Regions from separate parts of the Mus musculus genome. Here region 2 is linked to region 1. A link is a contact called in public HiChIP or PLAC-seq data. All regions are on one chromosome and are shown on one strand. Each heading gives the region's core, a stretch centred on a gene start, on an enhancer-like site or on the middle of the called end of the contact. The rest is flanking DNA. Distances are from core to core; before and after follow the strand shown. Region 1 has its middle 61 kb from the start of Gm32142. Region 2 has its middle 20 kb from the start of Sertad2.

Region 1 (7,048 bases), core at 2,476-4,975:
TAGACTGTGAAGCCCTCGGAACACACTGCAGATATGCAGTGTGTGCATTCTGAGCTGCCATTTTGGATAAGTTTATTGTGAAACCACAGAGAGCCACAGTCCCCTCCTCAGTGTTCTTTACCTAGCTGCCCCACCCTGAACCTCCGTAGAAGCGCTATGCGGAGAGGTTGCTAGAACTGTGTCATGAGCACAGTTGAAAGACAGAGCTGTGTGCATGTCCCCTCTTTATACCATGGTGTGTTGTGGATGGGATAACGACAGACTGACATCCATTATAAAATAACTAATTGAGACTTTTAGCTCATCCATTTTACATTGCTGCACACTTAAAAGAATGGATGATTAGTCAAGTTTAAAGAGGTTGATACATATCTGTGGACAAACAAATGTTTTGGGTCCACTTGTATATGAGTAATTTGCATATAGCATTTTCCCAGAGACTGCAGAAAAAAAAAACCCAGTTCAAAATTATTATTGGAACCTGTAGAGGTTTAAAACAGTCTCTTTGGTCTTAAGTTGTTTGAGTCATTGGTTAAAGCTACCTCCTTCTGTATCCATTTTCCCAAAGACCAATGCACTTAGATCTTGTGGTTTGGGGAAAGCAGAAATGGCAGTGGGCAGTCTCACCCCATAACTTAAACAACTTGAGACCCAGGAGATACTTGGCTCTGCTTTTCTTCTTCAGCATCCTGGCCTGGAGGAAATGGCCCCAGGAGCTAGAAAAGCAGGCTGGGCTCCTTTGACTATTACCCCTGCCAGCTACTTTCTCTAGCTCTATAGTGCACGGCTAGCCCTGCTACCCTCTCCTGTTTCTGTGTCTGCACAGTCAGTGGCTCCTGCGATGCTGCCTGTCTCAGAGAAACCATGTTAAGGTTAGATGTACTCTCGCCAACTGCTTAAGAGCAACGAGGTTAAGTTTTGTGAATGGTGAATTTGAGCGTTTTCTGAGGAAGAACCACTATTATAGCCTATCTGCAAAACCTCAGGATACAGGGGTTGAAGAAGCCTTATTTCACAACTGTCCTAACATATATAAGCCTATGTCTCATTGTGCATAACAAGGAGTATATAAAGGCAAGGTATGTATTTTAACATTGTAACATGATACCCATGTGTCTACCACCCATTTTAATAAATAGAGCACTACCAGCCCCAAGAAATCCCTGTAATAACCATTTTTAAAATGCCTCTTTTGGTTTTATGTCCAGAAGTTTATTTTCCTGATTTTTTTTATTGTTTTATTCTTTTTTAAATGGGGATGGAATCCAGGCTTCTTCCTTGCAGATAAAGCCTCTATCACTTGCTTCTTTTCATTTTTGCTCTTACTTGTCTGTCTCTTTTGCATGTACATGCACATTCACCCATGTGCACATGCATGAGAGGCCAGGGGTCAGCCTCAGCTAAGGAGCCCCTTCCTGTTCTTTTCTTTTTGAGATAGGGCATCTCACAGCCTAGAACTCACCATGTAGGCTAAGCTGGCTGGCCAGCAATCCCTAGGGATCTACCTCTGCCTAGCTCAGCGGCACTGGGTTTGATAAGTCAGTGCCACTCTGCCTACTTTGTTTTCTTTTTTCTTTGTTTTTTGTTTTTAACTGGGGGTCAATTTCAGGTACCTGAGCTTGCAAGGTAAGCACTTTAGCAGCCAGCACCTTAGTAACTGAACTATCCTCCTCCCCGCTCCCTGATTACTTAAAAACAAAAACTTTATCTACCTGTCTGTCTGTCTGTCTGTCTATCTATCTATCTATCTATCTATCTATCTATCTACCTACCCATCCATCTATCTATTTACTTGTTTTTGTGTATATGTGTACAGGCAAAGGCTTGCATGCAACATGGCATGCATGTGGAGGTTACAGGAAACTTGTAGCAAGCAGTTGGTTTTCGTCTCCCAAGTGGGTCCTAGGGATCACACTCAAGTTGTCAGGCTTGGTACTGAGCCACGCAACCACCTGCCCTCTCCCTTTTTAATGGTAGTTTTTACAGTGTTTCGCTATGCTGCTTAGGCTGGCCTTGAACTTGTGATCCCCCCAGGTAAGTCTTCCATAGTAGGTAGGGAAGACACCTGATTTGATTGTTTGAATGCTTTCTGAAAAATATGTTGTCCAGTCTTGCATGTGCTTAACCTGCAAGTAGAATTCTGCTTTTTTTTTTTTTCATTTAATGTTCTCTCTTTTGAGATAACCCTGACCAACTCACTACTTTGTCTTCCCAGCACAGACCTCCAGCCAGCTACTTTTTGGATTCCTATATTTCTCTCCTGAGAAGTCCTCTGCTGGCAGATTTTTCTCCTCAGAATTGTTTGTTCACACCCCTGCTAAATAGTCATCTTAGAAAACTGAGGTCAAAAGCTGCTAGTGATGGCACAAGCCTTTAAAACTCCTGGGGCAGAGGCAGGAAGATCTCTGACTTCAAGGTCAGCCTGGTCTACAGATGGAGTTCCAGTATAGCCAAGGCTACACATAGCTAGGGCTACACAGAGAATCCCTGTCTCAGAAACAAACAAGCGAACAAAAACCAAAAGCAAAAACCAAACAATATCAACAGCAACAAACCAAATTCCAGAGCCAATGATGTAGCTTAGCGGGAGAGTATTTGGCTAGCATGGTCATGGTTTCCATCCCAAGAACCAAAAGCAAAGGGGAGCTAAGAATCACTTTCTGGAAGCTGAGTAAGATGGGTGGGTGTGTTCTCAGCTACTTGAGTGAGTTAGAGGCCAGCCTGGGCTATAGGATTCTATCTCAGGAACAAAACAACTTTTTTTTTTTAAAGTCATATTCAGTAGAATAAAATATATTTATGATATATTTAATTTAAATATTTTTAAAACCACACATAGGCCAAATATTTAATAGCTATTTCTAGAAAATAGTTATAGGTAATTTTTTTTCTTTGTGATTCCCCTTCCCCTCCACCCCCCAATTTGCAACAGATTAAGGGAAGTCTACACAGTTGGTTCAAGTCCTAGCCTGACTTTATTTTCACATCTCCCAGAGGTGGGGAGCAGATGAAGTTCTGAGTGGATGTCTGTCATTAATATGAGCACAGCTAAATCAAGGACCTGGATGCTTCAGACCCATGGGAATGCCAAAGCCTTCCTCAGGTCGGGCTCAGGGAAATGGAGAAATCATCCTCTGGTCCATGTGCAGATTAGGTAATGACTAAGCAGATTAGGTAGTGACTAAGCAGATTAGGTAATGACTAAGCAGACATAGAATGCTACATTATAAGCTCCTGGAACCGCAGAAAGCAGACTGTGGTCCTGCTAGGTAATGTTTATAACTGCGAGGGTCCCAGTGTTGGAAAGTGGTGATGAGCAGTGCAGACTGTAAGAGGGAATCCTGAGAAATTTGCTTTTGAAAACCTTCATCTCTACAACACCCCAGCCTTCAGATTTGGGGAACCTGCAGGTAAGGTTGCCTGAAATTTCTCAGTCCACCAGAAAAGGGGTACAGGCAGCTGGGCTCAATCACACCATGTACCTTCCTGACAAACTCCCAGTTTAGGCTTAGGCCTGCGCATACATAGGACTTTCTGAGGGCCACGAAGCTGTAAGCATTACTTAAGGTCAGAGTTCAGTATGCCAGTAATAAGCCATTAAGGATGGATTCAGCAGAGGCAAGCTTTTAAAGCAGCAGGATCCACAGCCAGCAGGGGTTATTTGGGGTGTACCTTTGTGGGAAATGACTGTTTTCAACTTGCCTGTGGAGGAGACAGTCCTAACCTGACAGCGCACGGGGAGAGTTTAAGCAACACTTTTGTCGCCACCCTGCCTTTGCTAAGCAGCACCCGGAATCTATCCCCAAAGCCCTTGGTGATGCTTTCTCTTGTCCGTCAGTCCTGATATCAAAAGGGAGCAGCACCTGCTGTCTAACCTGACTCCCACAGCTACTTCTCTCCCCTTCCATCCAACTTTGAAGAGGCCTCGTGTCTACTGCTTGCTTCCTGACTCATGATGGATATTGCAATTGCATCAGTTGCTTCTCACTGTGGTCATGATCAGCACCAGCGGCTTTCTACGAGGTGCACACATGCATGTAAGTAAACATATTTGGGCTAGTCTTGAAATAAAGCTTTTTAAAATCCTGGATTGCTTGACTGTTTCTAACTTGAAAACAGGAGTGGGCAGAAGAGGCCATCTTAGAGGAGCCGCTTAGCTGCACTCAGTCTTTAAAGTTAACAAAGGGAGCACTGGGAGATGGAGGGGTGGTCCATGGCAGCAGAAACTGTGGTGGATATAGACATACACACTACACATTACACACACACACACACACACACACACACACACACTTGCCTCTAATCTTTACCATGTGTCACTTTAGAATTCTGTGCCCTCCTTATTCCAATATTTCTTAAAGTGTGGAAGGCCTGCTAGATTCCTGCTTCTCCCCTCAGGCGTGTGTGTGTGTGTGTGTGTGTGTGTGTGTGTGTGTGTGTGTGTGTGTGTGTGTGTGTGTGAGATAAAAACCTGCTAACTCATTTGAACTAGAGATGAATCTCAATAGCATCAGTAAGTTTGCCCTAACTATGCTTCTATAAGCAGTGTTGTGGCGAACACCTTCCACTGCCAGGTGGGACCTCTACAAAGTTAATAGTTCCAGGAGTTCTAAAGGGAGGCTTATTAAGACAGGAAGTAAACAGCCAGGCAGCGATGGCACATGCATTCTGAGAGGCAAGTAGATCTCTGAGTTCGAAGTCAGCCTGGTCTACAGAGTGAGTTTCAGGACAGCCAGGGGTACACAGAGAAATCCTGTCTCAAAAAAAAAAACAAGACAGGAAGTAAACAACTCATAAATCTCAGAAATCCCTGAAACACACCAGATTCACAAGACTTCTCCCTCCCCAAGGTTATGAAAGCAGTAAAGTCTGGGGAAGAGAGAGACTCTTTCATTTAAGGAGCTGCAAGCAAACCATGGGAAAAGCTCCAGTATTTCAGCTTTGGTGAGTTGTCACCCATATTGGGGTGGACTTTCTGTGGCATGACTGCAAATGAGTAGTCCATGTTCTGTAAGTAACCCCAGGAAATTCATTGATTCAGTAAGTTGGCCCTTTGTGATACTTAGCTTTGCCCTGGGTAATCAGACATTTGTTTCTGTCTCCCCAAGAACAGCAGCACACAGCACTTTCTACTCAGACTTATGCACAGCAAATACGCAAGTGATCACAAAACGATCATAAAGTAGAAGCCAGGAGAGAAATAGATGTGAGAGGAAAAAAGAATAAGGACAGGAAGAAAGAGAGGTGTCTAATGAAGTGGTTAGTGTGTCAATACTCAAATCACCTGAACTATTGCTTAAGCAGCAAATAACCGATAGACCTGAGGGGAGACCCAGGAATCTAGCAGGCCTTCCACACTTTAAGAAATATTGGAATAAGGAGGGCACAGAATTCTAAAGTGACACATGGTAAGGATTGGAGGCAAGCCATAGCTCTTCCACCACGAGATTGCTAACCCTTATTTGGAGATCTTTCAGAGTCAAAATCTGTTCTTAGTACCATTATGGTATATACAATAATTCACTACATTTACCTATCTATAAAATGACCTCATAGAAGAATATATATATATATATATATATATATATATATATATATATATATATATATATATATATATATCTAGCTTCTGGAGAGATGGCTCTGAAGTTAAGAGCACTTTGCTGCCCTTGCAGAGGACCCAGGTTTGGTTCCCAGCACACACACAGCTGTGAGAGCAGCTTTCTTTGACTCCAGGGGATCCAATGCCTTCTTTTGGCCTTTATGGGCACCAGGCACTAACATAGTACACATAAATAATAAATACAAGCAAACACTCATCTGCATAAAATAAAATGTAGTACAGTAACCCAGATTAGGAGTAGTGGAGTGTTTTGTTTGTTTTTGCCACAGTGAGGGATCCAGCTAACATTGTTCACCTTGTACGAATCACTAGGCTGACAGTGAGAACACTAGGTCCCCTGCCCTGTATAGCTCCAGTGTAGTTTCAACACACGAAGAGAAAATGCATAAATGAGATGTGTGTTGCAAGAAGTTGCTGGCATAGTTCATTTTCATTAGTAGATTCTGGACCAGAAGGTAATCACGGAGTCAAGCTGTGTCACAATTAAGCTCCAGAAAGGTCTGGGTCCTAAGGTGAGCACAGTTAAGGAAAGCCCCAATGTGACCAGAGTAAACATTTGTCTTCATTTTTATCTTTTTCCCATTTTTAGAGCACTGTGGATTTCGGTTATCTCGGGATGAGGGTGGAGGTGGGGGAGTCTCACCCACTTCAAGACCCTAAAGCAACATTGTCTCACCAGTACTTGACTTATTTCAAAAGTGGGTGTTGGGTATTCCAGTATATTTGAATATGAATGCAACTGTTTTAAGCCCCAGGAAAACACCTCTGAATCCAGGAAGCCAAGAAGTCAAGGCAGTAGGGATGAAACAGGTTTAAGGGCCAGCCTGCGCTACACAGCAAACACTAGGACAGCCAGGATCAAGTATCGAGACTCTGTCTTAACAACACCAGAAACGAACAATGCATTTTGTAGGTAAGAAGATGGGTTTTGCCAGCGTGTTTGCTTTTTGGGGGGGATTTCTTTCAAATCCTAATGCATAACAATGGGTTAAAGTCTGTGAAGTGATTACTGGACAACAGCCAAAATATCGAGGCACGCCATAGCTCCTGGGAATGAGTACTGAGTAGGTGCACTCTGGCACTGCCTTAGGGTTCAAGGTGAGGGAGTGGGAGAGTGCAGAGGGACGTTTGGAGAAAGCTAAGATACACGCGTACTGCAAAGCCCGAACAGAGTCGTTCACACCAGTTTAAGAAGTGCCTTTTCCAGAAACCCAATAAAAGAACATGTGTTCTGAGGAGCTGTTTCAACCTGTCTACACCCTAGGCGACTTCCCCCACAAAACGGGCAAATCCTGGGCCAAAGTGATTGCCACGCCTTGCGTCTTTGGCTCCTGAAATCCCAGAGCACGTGCCCACAGGGGCTGTTTTAGCAGTGGACACTATGGACGCGGATCAAGTTTGGATCGTATCCACTCCGAATCGGTC
Region 2 (7,048 bases), core at 1,196-3,695, 72 kb after region 1:
GCCGAGGAGTGTGAGCAAAGTTAGGCCGAGCAGCTTCATGCCCCACCCGATGGCTCGGCCTGGCAGTCTAGGCTGTGCGTGTGTCATCAGCATATGTGGGCGGGAGCAGTGTGAAAGCATGCTAGCTTTCCTTTGGAGATATAAATTACAATGAAATGAATAGTGGACTACCTGCACCCTTCCACAGAGCACAAACATGTCATGTCTGTGTGCGGGGCTTTCTGTCTATAGCTAATGCTTCCAGTAGCGAAAACCAACTTCAACTTTCTATTTTAAGTATAGTAAGATTCAGTTGTAAAAATCACTATAAGCTAAAGCTGTTTATAGAAACTAGCTAGTGTGTGGGCATACTCAAAAGAAAAAGGCAGGCTGTATTTAAAAAGTGATATGTTAAAGTTTTTCTGATTCATGGTGCTAGATAGGTAGATAGACAGAGTTTTGTCTGAAATGTTTTTTGAAATGTGCTTTGGCAAAGAGCCTTCATTTGACATTTAACCAAAGTAACACTGCAAATTTGCCATAGTACATAACAGTGTGATAGCCGACTCTGCAAGGTTGTGCTCTGTCCTCTGTGCATGCTATACAGCTTAAAAGCAGGTGTTAAAGGTGTGGCATTACTGTCATGTACTCCACAACAGTAGATGGACCATCACCATCTGCAGCCATAGAGATGACAGTGTCACCGTGGTTTCCTGAGCAGCACAAATTGATTGAGTACTTAGGGTGCTGGGAAGTTTCTTTTGAATCAGCCAAGTATGTATAGATATGCAGCCATGGGAAGTTCATACAGGAACTTCACTTCTATAGCACACTAGCATTCTATACCCTTGAGTTTTATGGAGAGCTTAAAGTTATCTCTAAGTGTGTCAGACTTGCTTAACACAAGTGTGTTCTATGAAAATTTTACTTTATACCTTCATTGGTGTTATCAGTGCTACCATTTCCCCCCCCACGGGCAGTGCTGGTGTTTCCTCTTCTCATGGCTGGGAACCATTAGAATGCTAAGGTGTTCTGTTGAAGTAAGAGCTTTAAATCATCCCAAATCAGGGCATCTAAGGTCACTGTTGTCAGGGTGGTAGTGGCACATACCTTTAGTCCCAGCATAAGAGAAGGTAGAGGATGGCATGTCTCTGAGGTCAAGGCCAGCCTGGTCTACAGTTCCAGGATAGCCAGGGCTACATAGAGAAACCCTGCCGATAGATAGATAGATAGATAGATAGATAGATAGATAGATAGATAGATAGATAGATAGATAGATAGAAAGATAGATTTTTTTAAAAGATCTTATTTGTTGTATGTATATAAGTATACTGTAGCTGTCTCCAGACACACCAGAAGAGGGCATTGGATCCCATTACAGATGGCTGTGAACTATCATGTGGTTGTTGGGATTTGAACTCAGGACCTCTGGAAGAGCAGTCAGTGCTCTTAACTGCTGAGCCATCTCTCCAGCCCGATAGATATTTTTATTCATTCTTTCTTTCTTGCCTATTTCATACTCCCTTTTAAAGTTCCATTTACAGCCTTTGGTTTAAGGGGGAAAAGTCAAATGTATTGAAAATTAAAAGCAGGGTGGTAGAAGCACACACCTTTGATCCCAGCACTTGGGAGGCAGAGACATGTGGATCTCTAAGTTCAAGGCCAGCCTGGTGTACAAAGTGAGTTCCAGGACAGTCAGAGCTACACAGAGAAACCCTGTCAAAAAGAAGAAGGAGAAGGAGAAGGAGAAGGAGAAAAGGAGAAGAAGAAAGAAGAAGAAGAAGAAGAAGAAGAAGAAGAGGAGGAGGAGGAGGAGGAGGAGGAGGAGGAGGAGGAGGAGGAGGAGGAGGAGGAGGAGGAGGAGGTGGAGGTGGAGGTGGAGGTGGAGGTGGAGGTGCAGGGCCGGGCAGGGAATGGGTACTAGTGATTGTGGTAACATGTGGGGCTTTTTGATGCTCTTCTCTATCAAGAATACAGTTGTCCTTGCTTTGTACATTCTGAAGAACTGGAATCTCAGAATGAACTGTTTTGTCTACCACTACCATTTCCTGTCTGCCTCAGTTTCCTTTAATGATCAGCAGTTATACATACATGACCTTTGTAACATGCTTCCCCATGTTACCTACCTTGATTTCTCATGATCCTGAGAGATTAGTGGGACAGTTATTACTAAATTCTTCAGGCAAGAAGCCTTAGGCATAGTTGAATCTTAGAGGTTACAGATCTCCTAGGGAGGTTTGCTCACCCATATGGGCATAGTGCCTGTACCTAAACATCCTAATTCCATGTCTCTGGGCAGGACACAGGAAGGGATATTTTTGGAAAAAATCACTTTCCCAGACCTTCTTGTGCATTTTTCTATTGACCGCCTCTCTGGGAGTCACCAAGCTGAGCTGTTATGACAAGTATGTGGTTTACTATATTGTCTCTACCCACATGCTACAGAAAACCTAACTAACGGTGCCGTAGACCTAAGAGTCAATGGTCGGAGGGTTGAAGAGAGGGACTTCATAAGGAGCAGGCAGAGGAAATGAGATGGGCAGATTGTGGTTGGGATAAAGTGCTTTGAAGCTGAAGAAGTGTATGGGGCCCAGCACCCCTGGAGTATAGAAGGGACAAGGAGGGACATAGAAGAAACTCAGCCTCTTGACTCCTTGGTTGTAGACTTCTGGCCTCCAGAACTAAAGTGTAAGTTTGTGTCATAGGATCACAAGACCCTAAATTGAGGTGGCAGGTTATTGCAAACATTGCTTCACATCTGACGTGGGATAAAAGGCAGTCATTGTGTTGACTCATAAGGTCTTCCACAACTTGCCTTGCTCCTCCCAGTCCCTGTCTCCTCTCATATTAACCAACCCAACACCCCCTCACCTCCACTTCATACCCTCCTGTCCACAAGGCCTGCTCGCAGTGAGTGGCTCTTCCTCCCTCTAACCCTTCTGCCTGAGAGTTGCCCAGTCTATACCCCTACTTCCTGCAGGTCCTGACTCAGATACCTCTGTTTAGCTTTATTCTATTTTTCTCTTTTATGACCTAGGGCATACAGTGGGCATTAAATACATATTTGTTGAGTATATGCAGAGATCTGATTAATTTAGTAAGACAAATTGCTAGAAATGAGATGCCTGCATTATAGATACAAACATTCAGAATGGTTCTGGATACAAATGACCAAATGCTGTTCTGCCTGAGGTCAAATCAATTCATATCCATCCCATCAATAACCCCAAGAAAATCCTGTCCACTTGATACTCACAGTTATTAACATCCCCAACCAGCTTGGTTCCTGGACAGTCTATGTCTTTTATGTTTGTATGACTTTTAGTATGTGAACTGAATTTTCATGGTATTTATTAGCTTCTGCCTTTTGCCCATTCTTCTAATGACAACCTGATTTCAATGGCTTTCTAATTTAGTGCTGATGTTTTTAAATTAATTTGTAGAATCCAAATGGGCTTTGTTGTCTCTATTGCAAATATTACACCTAGCTTGTATTTTTTTTCAGTTTCCTTGCCATTTTTAATAAAATGTTTGACATTTTTATCTTTTCTCGATGGCTTATTTGGAAAGATCTTATCTTGTTCTAATATCAACTATTCATCTACAATGTCTGTCAGCTTTTCTTATGTTTATGATTTTTAGTTGGAAAGATCTTATCTCGATTTGAAATCAACTGTCCATCTACAGTGTCTGTCAGCTTTTCTTTTCTTTTTTTTTTTTTTTTTTTTTTTTTTTTTTTTGGTTTTTGGTTTTTCGAGACAGGGTTTCTCTGTATAGCTCTGGCTGTCCTGGAACTCACTTTGTAGACCAGGCTGGCCTCGAACTCAGAAATCTGCCTGCCTCTGCCTCCCGAGTGCTGGGATTAAAGGCGTGCGCCACCACACCCGGCTGTCTGTCAGCTTTTCTTATGTTTATGGTCTTTAATGTTATTTAATCTATGGTGTGTTGCTTGTTGTATAAAAGGCCATGTTCAGTTTCCTCCAGTGCTCTTGTTGTACATGCTGTTAGTAACGCCTTCTTGAAAATACTAAGCCTTTGTAGTTAGTAGGGCTGCTTCAAGTAAAAGAATTCAATAAAGATTCTTTTTTTTTATGCCAGAACTCAATTCTTAATTATTGTAGTTTTAAAATCTGATTTAGACTCCACTGTTACTCTTGCAGAGGTCTCGGGTTCCATTCCCAATATCCTCATGGTGGTTCATAAGCACTGCTCACTACAGTTCTAGGGGATCTTGATGCTTTCTTTTGACCTCTGTGGGCATCAGGCATCATATGGGATGCACAGACATATATGCAGGCCAAAAACTCATACATATAAAATAAAAATATAATAAATCTAAAAAAAATCATTTAAGATTATTTTTGAAACAGATGCAATGGTGCACAACTTGAATGCCAACGCGGCAGAGGCAGAGGCAGAGAGGCAGGGAGGCAGGGAGGCAGGGAGGCAGGGAGGCAGGGGCAGGGGCAAATGCTTGCCCCGTGTGCCTGAGGCCTGGGGTTAGCTCCAAGCACCACCAAAAAAACCCCAGGACAACAGAATTGAACGTCAGCAGGATCCAAAGCAAATTCCAGACCAGCCACGGTTGCCTGGCTAGGGGTAGCGGGGAATATATATCCTCTGTTGGGTCTAAATAAATTCTAAGATTATTCTGTGTCAGGTTAGATTTAATGTCCTCTTGCCATTCTTCCATGGAGAATCTCTTCCTGAACTTCCCTTAGCCTTCTGTTGATCTCTTTGATCTTCTGCACAGCCATTCCGTCCTGCAATTTAACCACTTGTCAGGCCAGTATCCTGTGGGGGGTTTTGTCTTGTTTAGTTTTTTCACCTTCCTGTCTTTGTCAGGGTGCTCCTTGTGCCTGTAGTGACCTTGATTAATGTCCTTGGCTGATGGCCCTAAAATTGATCAGTACCTTAGTGCCTGCTTCCTCGCTGTCCTGGCGTTGTGACCACCATGTGGCCTACTGTATCACAGTGGGACAGTCTTTCCTGAAACCTCCGGAGGAGCTTCTCTTGTGCATTCTGTTGCTGGAAGTTAACCCCAGGCCTCAGATCAGGCATACTGGGCAAGAGTTTGCCCACTGCTATCCCCTCAGCCCCTCCCTCCATTTTGTATGTCTAGTATCGTCCATGCTACCATCTGATAGCTTGTGATATGAATGGATGAGAGGAAGACATTTAAGACTAGAAATTTGAAAATAAGTGGTCACAGTGACTAAGGTGAAAGACGAATTAGGGGCTTGCCTAGGGCTAAGCAGGTGAGAGAGGATAGGCTTGGAAACCAGCAGGAGAAAGCTTGGGGGAGGGTGAGGATGGGAGGGTGATTCTCAGAAACCCCAATTTCCAACCCAGACACCAAATGTGCACAGCTGGCTTAGTCATTTGTGGGACTTCAGAAGAGGCACACATTTGAAGAGGATATAACTAGGCTGGTTTAATTTATTTGACAGTTCTTTATTTGGAACTGGGGACAAGGCAGGTGCATGCATGGTGTGTGTGGAGGTCGGCGGACAACTTGAGGGATCCCAAGGTTTGAACGGAGGTCATCAGGCTTGGTGACCTTTTACCTACAGAGTCAACTCACCATCTCCCTGGCCAGTTTTAGATGTGCTGTGAGTTGGACATGTCTTTAGATAACCAGTGGAGATATCTGATGTGAAAGGGAGTATAAACAGGCCAATTACACAGTTACTGTTCCAAGGATCACTCTTTGGAGATTGAAACAGGATGCTATTAATAATTATGGCAGGTTAACAAACATAGTTCAGGAATGGCCCTGATTTGGACTAGGGTGTCTGCCTATATTAAAAAAGAAAAAAAAACCTAAGGTGGGAGAGAAATCATTAGTATATAGGTGCCCCAAGAGTGAGCGAGGTTGCCTATGAGAGTTTTCCTTACGTGTGGGTATCCTAACCCACCACCCTAACCCACCACCCCTGCGGCTGACCCCCACTCCCGGTGCACACATTCCTCTGCCCCCAGACTGTAGCCAGAGGTTATTGGAAGGCGTTTTTTGTTTTGTTTTCATTCTAGGTACTGGAGATAGGTCATGGTAGAGCACTTGTCCAGTATGACAAGTGAGTTTGAGCGGCAGCCTGGAGGGAAAAGTCTAGAGCTGCAGGACTCTGACAAGTCTGGAGGGGAGGAAACAGGAAAGTACGGATGGACAGAGCAGAGAGAGCAGGGAGATGGTGGCTCAACACAAGAGCTGGCAGGAGGTAGGCAGTGGCCGCTGCCGCTGCTGCCACCACTGCCGCCACCGCGTCATGGCGTTTACGAGACACCTGGACCCTGTTCTGGGTTGGCCAGTGCGGTTGATTTGGAGTAGGAGACCGAGCGAGACTGTGAAGGGTAAAGATAGGAGGAACTACTTGTGCCCAGCATGGTTCAGCCATCATGTGGGAGAAAATTCCTCTTGTCTTAAGGGCAGAGCCCACTGAGTCTGTGGTTTGTTGACTGCTAGAAGAGGGTGACACTGAGCATTGAAGGGACTTAAGAAATGCCATCCTGCAGTCAGCTTCCTGTCAGGAGGGAGTGCCTGTGTTGTGGAGCAAGCATCACAGCTGATTCCGGTAGAAAAGGAGAAAGAAAAGGACTGGCTTGAAGTCTTGAGATTTTCCTCTTTCCCTTAAGACTCAAGATGGGCATCTTGAAAAGAATATTAATGTGTCTTCTGGTTGCGTTGCTTTGTTGAAATGTCAAGGATAAAATGTTGATAATCCATCAAGCTAGATTTTTTATGGGCTGATAAACACTGCATCTTTATTAAGTGACAAACACTTCAGGTGAGCACATTCCTTTAAAATGTGTGTGTGTGAACGAATATGTCTATGTGTATGAATGTGTGTGTGCGCGCATGAGCGCGAACAAGTGTGTAGTGTCATATACATTGGATGGGAAACAGGTGTTTTATTGTTTGTTGGTTTTGAGACACTTTCTCTCACTGTATAGGCCTAGCTGGTCCTGAATTTATGATCCTCCTGCCTCAACTTCCCAGGCACTAAGATCACAAGCCTGTCTTAGTTATGGTTTCTATTGCTGCAGTGAAACATTGTGACCAAAAGGCAGG

Evidence for each region. HiChIP or PLAC-seq counts read pairs in DNA pulled down with a chosen protein or histone mark.
Region 2: an H3K4me3 HiChIP or PLAC-seq map of the SCID.adh cell line shows a contact between it and region 1, with 15 read pairs. The contact joins two enhancer-like sites. A contact is called at or near these places in 10 of 39 promoter capture datasets (the 3T3-L1 cell line, the C10 cell line, cranial neural crest and 6 more), 29 of 484 Hi-C or Micro-C datasets (the 63-12 cell line, B cells, the C2C12 cell line and 24 more), 21 of 115 datasets of contacts at active chromatin or transcription factors (the SCID.adh cell line, astrocytes, bone marrow-derived macrophages and 13 more) and 3 of 9 other capture datasets (adipose tissue, liver and pancreatic islet).

Annotation. Positions count from the first base shown.
Region 1 is chr11:20,535,491-20,542,538 of GRCm38.p6, forward strand. No RefSeq gene overlaps it. Among named protein-coding and RNA genes, the nearest start is that of Gm32142, 61 kb to the left of the region's middle. Within about 2 kb of position 3,726, at least 10 of the 459 cell types and tissues checked have an H3K27ac peak or open chromatin away from gene starts, as enhancers often do. A contact at or near this core is called in the SCID.adh cell line, where this site is marked.
Region 2 is chr11:20,608,571-20,615,618 of GRCm38.p6, forward strand. It overlaps a transcript of Sertad2 not described here. Among named protein-coding and RNA genes, the nearest start is that of Sertad2, 20 kb to the right of the region's middle. Within about 2 kb of position 2,446, at least 15 of the 459 cell types and tissues checked have an H3K27ac peak or open chromatin away from gene starts, as enhancers often do. A contact at or near this core is called in the SCID.adh cell line, where this site is marked.